Linked DNA regions of Mus musculus: region 1 is linked to region 2. Evidence: chromatin contacts called from public promoter capture Hi-C data. All regions are on one chromosome and are shown on one strand. The core of a region is the stretch at or near the end of the contact, and the rest is flanking DNA. Distances in the headings are between cores, read along the strand shown. Region 1 holds the start of Hdac8 (histone deacetylase 8). Region 2 holds the start of Ogt (O-linked N-acetylglucosamine (GlcNAc) transferase (UDP-N-acetylglucosamine:polypeptide-N-acetylglucosaminyl transferase)).

Evidence for each region. Promoter capture Hi-C pulls out the DNA fragments that hold promoters and counts their contacts.
Region 1: a contact with region 2 is called in a promoter capture Hi-C map of pre-B cells, with 6 times the contacts expected there. The contact joins the promoter of Hdac8 here to the promoter of Ogt in region 2. A contact is called at or near these places in 3 of 39 promoter capture datasets (erythroid cells, liver and pre-B cells).

What each region holds. Positions count from the first base shown.
Region 1 is chrX:102,503,510-102,506,856 of GRCm38.p6, forward strand. It overlaps Hdac8 (histone deacetylase 8), which reads right to left and starts at 1,649. Exons shown (of 11, transcript NM_027382.4): 1 at 1,445-1,649; 2 at 890-942. The coding sequence starts at 1,555. It overlaps Gm32262 (a long non-coding RNA gene), which reads left to right. Exons shown (of 14, transcript XR_003953070.1): 14 at 1,070-1,817.
Region 2 is chrX:101,638,340-101,641,678 of GRCm38.p6, forward strand. Ogt (O-linked N-acetylglucosamine (GlcNAc) transferase (UDP-N-acetylglucosamine:polypeptide-N-acetylglucosaminyl transferase)) reads left to right here and starts at 1,712. Exons shown (of 22, transcript NM_139144.4): 1 at 1,712-1,983. The coding sequence starts at 1,947.

The DNA.
Region 1 (3,347 bases), core at 399-2,898, 870 kb after region 2:
TAAGGAAAGACAAGTAGTTATTTTGATGACCATAGGAATTAAGCATAGGGAGGAAAACATTCCTAGAAGGGTATGGTGCTGCAAACCTGCTGATCCTGCACCTGGGAGGCAAGGCAGGTGGTTCTTGGTAAATTCAAGGCCAGCCTGGTTGATGTTAACAGTTCTTGGCTAGCCAGAACTACACAGTGAGACTCTGTCTCAAAACAACAACACATTCCAAAAGAATGTACACACTAAAAATGACTTAATACTAAGAATAAAATATGAAAACCTATTATATTACTTTCTGTGAAGAAAATGCAGCATTAGGTGATCTAGCCAGTCACGTAGTTGGTCAGTAATGAGAAAACCTGATTTGACATGTGCCAGGTCCATAATACTTTCATTTATGACATTAAATATAGAATTGGCAATCAACAGAAAGCTTGTTTTTGGCTTGTTTTTGAGAAGGATGTAGCTAGCTTTACTTGTGTGGTCAACAGAGACCAGGTTAAAGTTTGGTGGTGATGGGGGTGGGGTAGCAGATCTAAGTCTCAAATTGAACCCACATCCCCAAATCTAGCTTTAGAAAACAAACAAAATCCAGACCAAATATAAAACAAAACATTTTCCAGCTTAACACCTCCTCACATGTCTAGAAGCAAAGTCTCTTTTCTAAGGGATCTTAACCCCTTCGTGTGCCTTTCCCAACTGTTCTCAAGCTTTCCCGGCGGTACAAGCATCTAACAAAGACTATGAACACCCCACTCCCACACAAGCTTTTTTTTTTTTTTTTTTTTGAACGCAGCATTTCTCGCTGGTTAGTCCCACTGGGAGGAGACAAGGTGTTAAGGCTATGAACACGCCTGCCCTCAGAAATGATCATGTTCAGAAAGGTCAACGCACTTACCTCATTTGTTTATGCAGGGCATAGGCTTCGATCAGAGAGTGGACCATACTGGCCTGAAACAGCATCAAAGAAAGGCAGAGCAGTCTCCTTAAGGTTCAATGTACTGAAATGCCATTAACAACAACAGCCTGCGCGGAGAACTAACTACTTTCTCTCTTCTCCCTTCTGTCACTTTAACAGAATACACTTAAGACAAACACAGAGTCTCAAAATCGCCAAGATTCGAAGCTCCCCAGCTTTACTAACGCAAGTGATGGAATACTCTCTCCTAACAGTTTGTGGTCCAGGACCCCCTATTGGTAACTCCGCTCACCTCTGCGCCAATCCTTCCCCTCCCCCGCCCCCCGCCCCCACTCGAGCGTTGGATGCCCCACTGCGCTCTCTGAAGGTAATGAACCACTTCCTTCTGCTCGGCTTGGCGTGCCTGGCACTGCTAGTTACATTTTTGCTGAAGGTATCCTTCAGTCCAGTTTTCTCGTTTCCTAATGTACTCCCTTTCACACCCTCCCACCCCCATCCCCGCAAACCGTGGTCTTTGATCCAGACCTCTCTTACCCGTTTGGGGACCTTCACAAGGGAGTCGCAGATGCTGACATACTCGGGACTGTAAATATAAACCGGGGGTAGTGAATGCCCACTGTTGGCGGGTTCCTCTGGCATCTCCATCTCCCACTTCCAACCGTCCGCGAGCCAAAGTCTGGAGCCAACAGTTTTCAGACTCAGCCTGAGCTCCAGTTCCTGCTCCTCTGTTCAGCCCCAGCGGTGCTCCCTTGTCAACATTCCCTCCTATTTAGATCGCCGGAGACAGTTTCCCTGGTCCCTCGTCCAACTACAGGGATGGATGGGCCCTTCCAGACCAGATGCCTTCTACTGATGACCACAGTTCAAAAAAGGTGCCTGACAGATATAAAAACCAAATAACTGCCAATTGGGATCAATTTTTTCATGGCACAAGTAGCACGGTCAAAAGTAACCAGCCTTGTTGCCCTACGGGGCCATTTGAAATGAGGTCAGACCAGCTCCAAAGCATGCTGGGAGATGTAGTTTTAAAGGAGTATGGTAACAGAAAGAAACACAGCTAAACACTAAAAAAACGTGGTTTCAAGTTTTGGCGCTAAGAGTCTGAACTCTTTTAAGTTTTCAAACTGCAAATATCATTTAAATATTTAAATAGAGGTAAACTATACATTCAATAGCAGGCAAGACCACCACCCAGCTACATTAGCTAATGGTGCTAAGGCTGAGGATTGTTTGAAATGTTTACAGAGTAAATTTCGTGCTGCAACTTTAGTTCGCTACTTTTCATCACTGTCTGAAAGAGATTAACAGCCTCTCCAATAATCCACTCTGACAAACCCGATGTCACCTTCCTAAAACTGAGACAGGGACTGTGGAGCTTTCATGTGATGAAAAGCAAGGGTTCTCTCCCAAGTAGTGGGAAAACACACCTCCCCCATCCCCCAACACACAGCCACTTTTTCTTTCATTTGCTTCTGAAGCTAAACAACGGTTAGGGCAAATGTTTTAGGTTTGGTGTACAGGGTGTTAGTGTGTCCCCAGGCAGTGTTATTTCCACCAGAAGTTTGGGGGTTCTGGATGCCTACAAGATCTGAGCCTAGCTGGTCAATTCCCAGACTCCCAGCACTCAGACCATCCTCAACTGACACACTGAGGCCTCCGAGACAGGCCCAGATTTGTACTTTCTTTAAAAGACAAGCTTGCTTTAAACTTTTGTTTCGTGATAAGCACTTTGGATATTATCTTAATCCTTTCAACAGTTCTATGACGCAAGCTGTAACATGTCCACTTTGCAGATGTACTTTGGAGGGTAAAAACTATTCTCGGTCACACACTGAGGTAGGAAAACAATCCAAAATTAGCTCTACCTAACACCCAAAACCTAAATACTCCTTTTACTATGTGAATTTGATGCTTCCAGGTTGACTTTCTGCTATACCTGTGGTCAATATTCGATTTAGTATCCCAATACTTAATATTCTTGCAATCTTGAGGTATGTACGTGTGTGTGTGTGTGTGTGTGTGTGTGTGTGTGTGTGTGAGAGAGAGAGAGAGAGAGAGAGAGATATGCATTTGTTCTCCAATTAGAATGGAACAAGTTATGCTTCATTTGTATTTGTCTATAGAACTAGTTCAAAGCACTGTAATCATTCAGTTACCCAAGCACTTCTATGAACTGAGTGCACTATTAAGCACTTCTATGAACTAAGTGTACACTTTAGCTTTGGATTCAAAGATACACTGCACTCTCAGGGAATCTGCATTATAATAGATAAGATAAGGCTACTTCATTTGAAACCATATTAATAACAGAGCCAGATAATGAATGGAGGGCACTTAGCTTACTTAATAGGCATAAAGTACTTAACAATAAATGGTTAAGTAGGATTCTTACTAGCATTTCAGAATATCTTATGAGATGCACAATACTGTGCTTGGT
Region 2 (3,339 bases), core at 462-2,961:
GCCTCGGATATAGAGATTTTAGTAAATGTTAATTTGTTGGCTGAAGAAGTTAGGCTTGACTGGTAAATCCCTGGAACCAAACCTCCAAGATCCTATTATTGGAGGCTCCTGGACCAATTCCTTGAAGGAGTTTTCCTTCCTGAGCTACATGAGCCTCACAATCCAATTTTTTCATAGCAGCGTGAGACTCCTTTCAGATGAGGGAACCCCAGATCAGTTTTCTATGAGTCAAATAGCTGTCCGACTGGGAGCATGACCTGACATTTAACGACTTTTTACTTAATTAACTATCACGCACTAATCAAGAAGGCCTAAACATCTGCTAGTAGAATCTGAGTTGCCTTTCTTAATGAGGAAAAGCTGAGTTCTTTCAACAAAGGTGGATCACTTGGTGGGTTTGGGGCTTGCCAGGTGTATCAAATGAAAAGATAAGGCCAATCAATATCCAGGAGAGTTTGAATGGCAAGCTTTCTTTTTTACTACATGTTGTGGTTCTGTGGGGCAGAAGAAATGAACAATATTATCAACTTTTTCTGCACTCATAATCCAAAGTTCATAGGTTGTTTGGCAATCTCAAGAAACTGAAACAGCCTTTGAGGATTTGTTTTTTATTTCACCAAGGAGCTAGACAGCAAACATTTTTACACAAGCTCACTAATTTTTCCTAGATCAAAGAGTTTTGAAACGGAAAGACTCTAAGAGAGCTAACTGTAGTCCCCAGTGGCTTGTAATAATCACTTAGTGACGTGTCTTAAAACTGTCAAGGAACAAGGCAGGAAATATAAATTAATAACAATGTGACAAAAATGTCCAAACACTGGGCTTGAAACCGTAAGAGGATCCAAAGAGCTGTTTTGTCAAAGGAAGGCAATTGGAAATTCATTGTAGTTGTGTGGTTTAGGAAGAAGGCAAAGGAACACAGTTTGCTTTGTTGAATTGCCTTAAGCTCCAAGGCATTTGCAGTCCTTAATGATTCTGACGAAACAAGGTCACAATTCAGGATCAGGAATTTTGAGGAAAAAGGCATCCTCTTTAACATTTCTGTGGTTGCTTTTGACATGCAAACTCCTAGCATTTACCCTGTTACCATCCCGAATCTCACAAACGATTTTGAATTTTAGGGTTATATGGTTCAAATCGAACACATTTGGGTTCACTCAGCTCAGGGAGACTGTCCGTTTTTCTCATCAAAGTACTTAAATTCATGGGTGGAGTCTGAATCAAAAAGCATTCAAATCGAACCGGCTCCCCCATTGTTTTGAACAGCCCCGTCTCTGAAACGCAAATATTCGCGTTTACTTGCTTAGAACTAACACGTTGGTCGTGTAAACTACCCTTTTCTGTTGAATGGAGTTAATTAAACTTTTCTAGACGCTCTGACATTCTAACATCGACATCACTGACCAGGTAGTAGACTCGTACTTTAGCGCTTGCCAAAAAAAAAAAAAAAAAAAAAAAAAAAAAAAGTAATCGACGGGCGTTTTTTGCCCTTCCGCCTTGCTCTTAAAAACTTGCTGGCTCTTGCCCCATAGGGAGCCCTTAACCCGGAGTTGCCTAGACAGGGTTGTCGCATGCGCTCTCTACAGTCATGTTTGTCGCAATGGACCTTGGGCGGAAGGTTACGTAAGAGCAAATGACTTTGATTACAGTCACTTGGTCGGTAGTCTTGTTACGCGCTACCTCCGCGGGGTACTTGATTATAACAGAAAGTAGTTCCGGCTTGTGTTGTTTCGGTCGAGGAGCCCTCGCCGCCATTTCAAGACAGTGAGAGGTAGATGTCTACCAAGAGTTCCTAAGATTCGAGTTCAGTATTCTGTGCCGCCCCCTGAGCCCTTCAAAACACTGATACGGCTGCTGCCTTTTTTCTGCTACTTCTAGAACCATTCTTGTCAGTAGTGGCGGCAGTAGAAGTCAATTACCCCTTGTTCTATCTCAAGAAGCTCCAGATGGCGTCTTCCGTGGGCAACGTGGCCGACAGTACAGGTACTAGTGTCCCATTCTACTCTGGCAGACGTCCCTTTGGGGTCTGGCGCCGTCTTGTATCTTTCATTACTTCCCTCTGACCATCCCCATTACATCAGTGGCATTACTGAGCTCTCGAGTTCTACTGCTATCTGATCGGGTTTGGTGCTGCCGTCCGTTCGTAAACATTCTCTAGTTGCTTGCTTGCATTTTGCTTGCTTTGGGGGCTTTTTCGTTGTTGCTTTATCCCATCAGTGTTGTAGCCTTCTCTCTCGGGACGAATCTATAGCACACGTGCGCGCTTAGTGTGTCTTGGAATGGGCTGCATTGGAATCTCTGCAATTTCTGTCTCCCGTCGCAACTGTTTTCTCCCTCAATTTCAGCCCGTCGCTCCCTCCCGTGCGCTTCCACCTCCTCCCCAAAGCCCCTTTCCCTTAGCCACATTTGGTCCTCCTTTGCCAGGCTAGGGCGGGGATGCTATTTCGGTGTAATCCTAGCCTCACTTTGCATCAGGCATGACTAGCGAAGGCTCCTCGGTGTGCTTCCAAGTAGCACCAAGAAGAGCTACTTGAGCCCGCACCCCGCCGGGGCAGCGCCTTGTGTTCTTGGGTTGAGCGGCCCCGATTTAGGTTGGAAATTTCCAGGGGTTCTCTTAGCCATCACCCAATTGCACCCGCTGCCCCAGTACGGAGTTTCCTACCCTGGTCAGCCCTCCCTGCTTGTTGCAACCACACCCTTCCTCTGCGAACGTGCCAGCCCGACAGTCGTTTCTTATCCTCAGGGAAGAAACCACCTCGGTGTGTTGCTTGGCGGCGACCACCCTGCCCGCCCTCCTAATTCTCTTTCTTTGTGTTACTTTCTCTATGTATTCCTCCGCCATGGCCTCTGGGTTTTCATCCCCATTCTTTAGCCCAGTATCTCTTTATCCATAGGGTGTGCATTATTATTTCTTTTTTAAGTTTCCATCCTTGCTTGAAGAGTTTGTAAAGCAACTGGAGTGTAGCTGCACAAGTGCAAAGCGGTTGCCTCTTTTCAACGATGCATCTCCAAGCCTTTGCTACAGAAAATAAGAAAACAACCAAATTGTAGGAGTGTCCTTCAACTGCCTTTCCAGATTGAGGCTGTTTGGGGCGGGAGGGGATGGGGAACCAGGCTGCAGCTCTAAGGTTCCCGAGAGGTTATTGTTTCTCAGTGTCTAGGTTTTAGTTGACGATTTTGAATATTGTGAGATAAATAGATGACTCTAAAATAGTATCTCATCCTTAATAGATGGGAATGGGATCAAGATTTCCACCTTTCTGTTTCCCCATCATGATTTTCAAAAATGTAAGATTCTGTCGTAGGTTTTTGTAAGAACTTGCTCTTTTCTGACTGTTA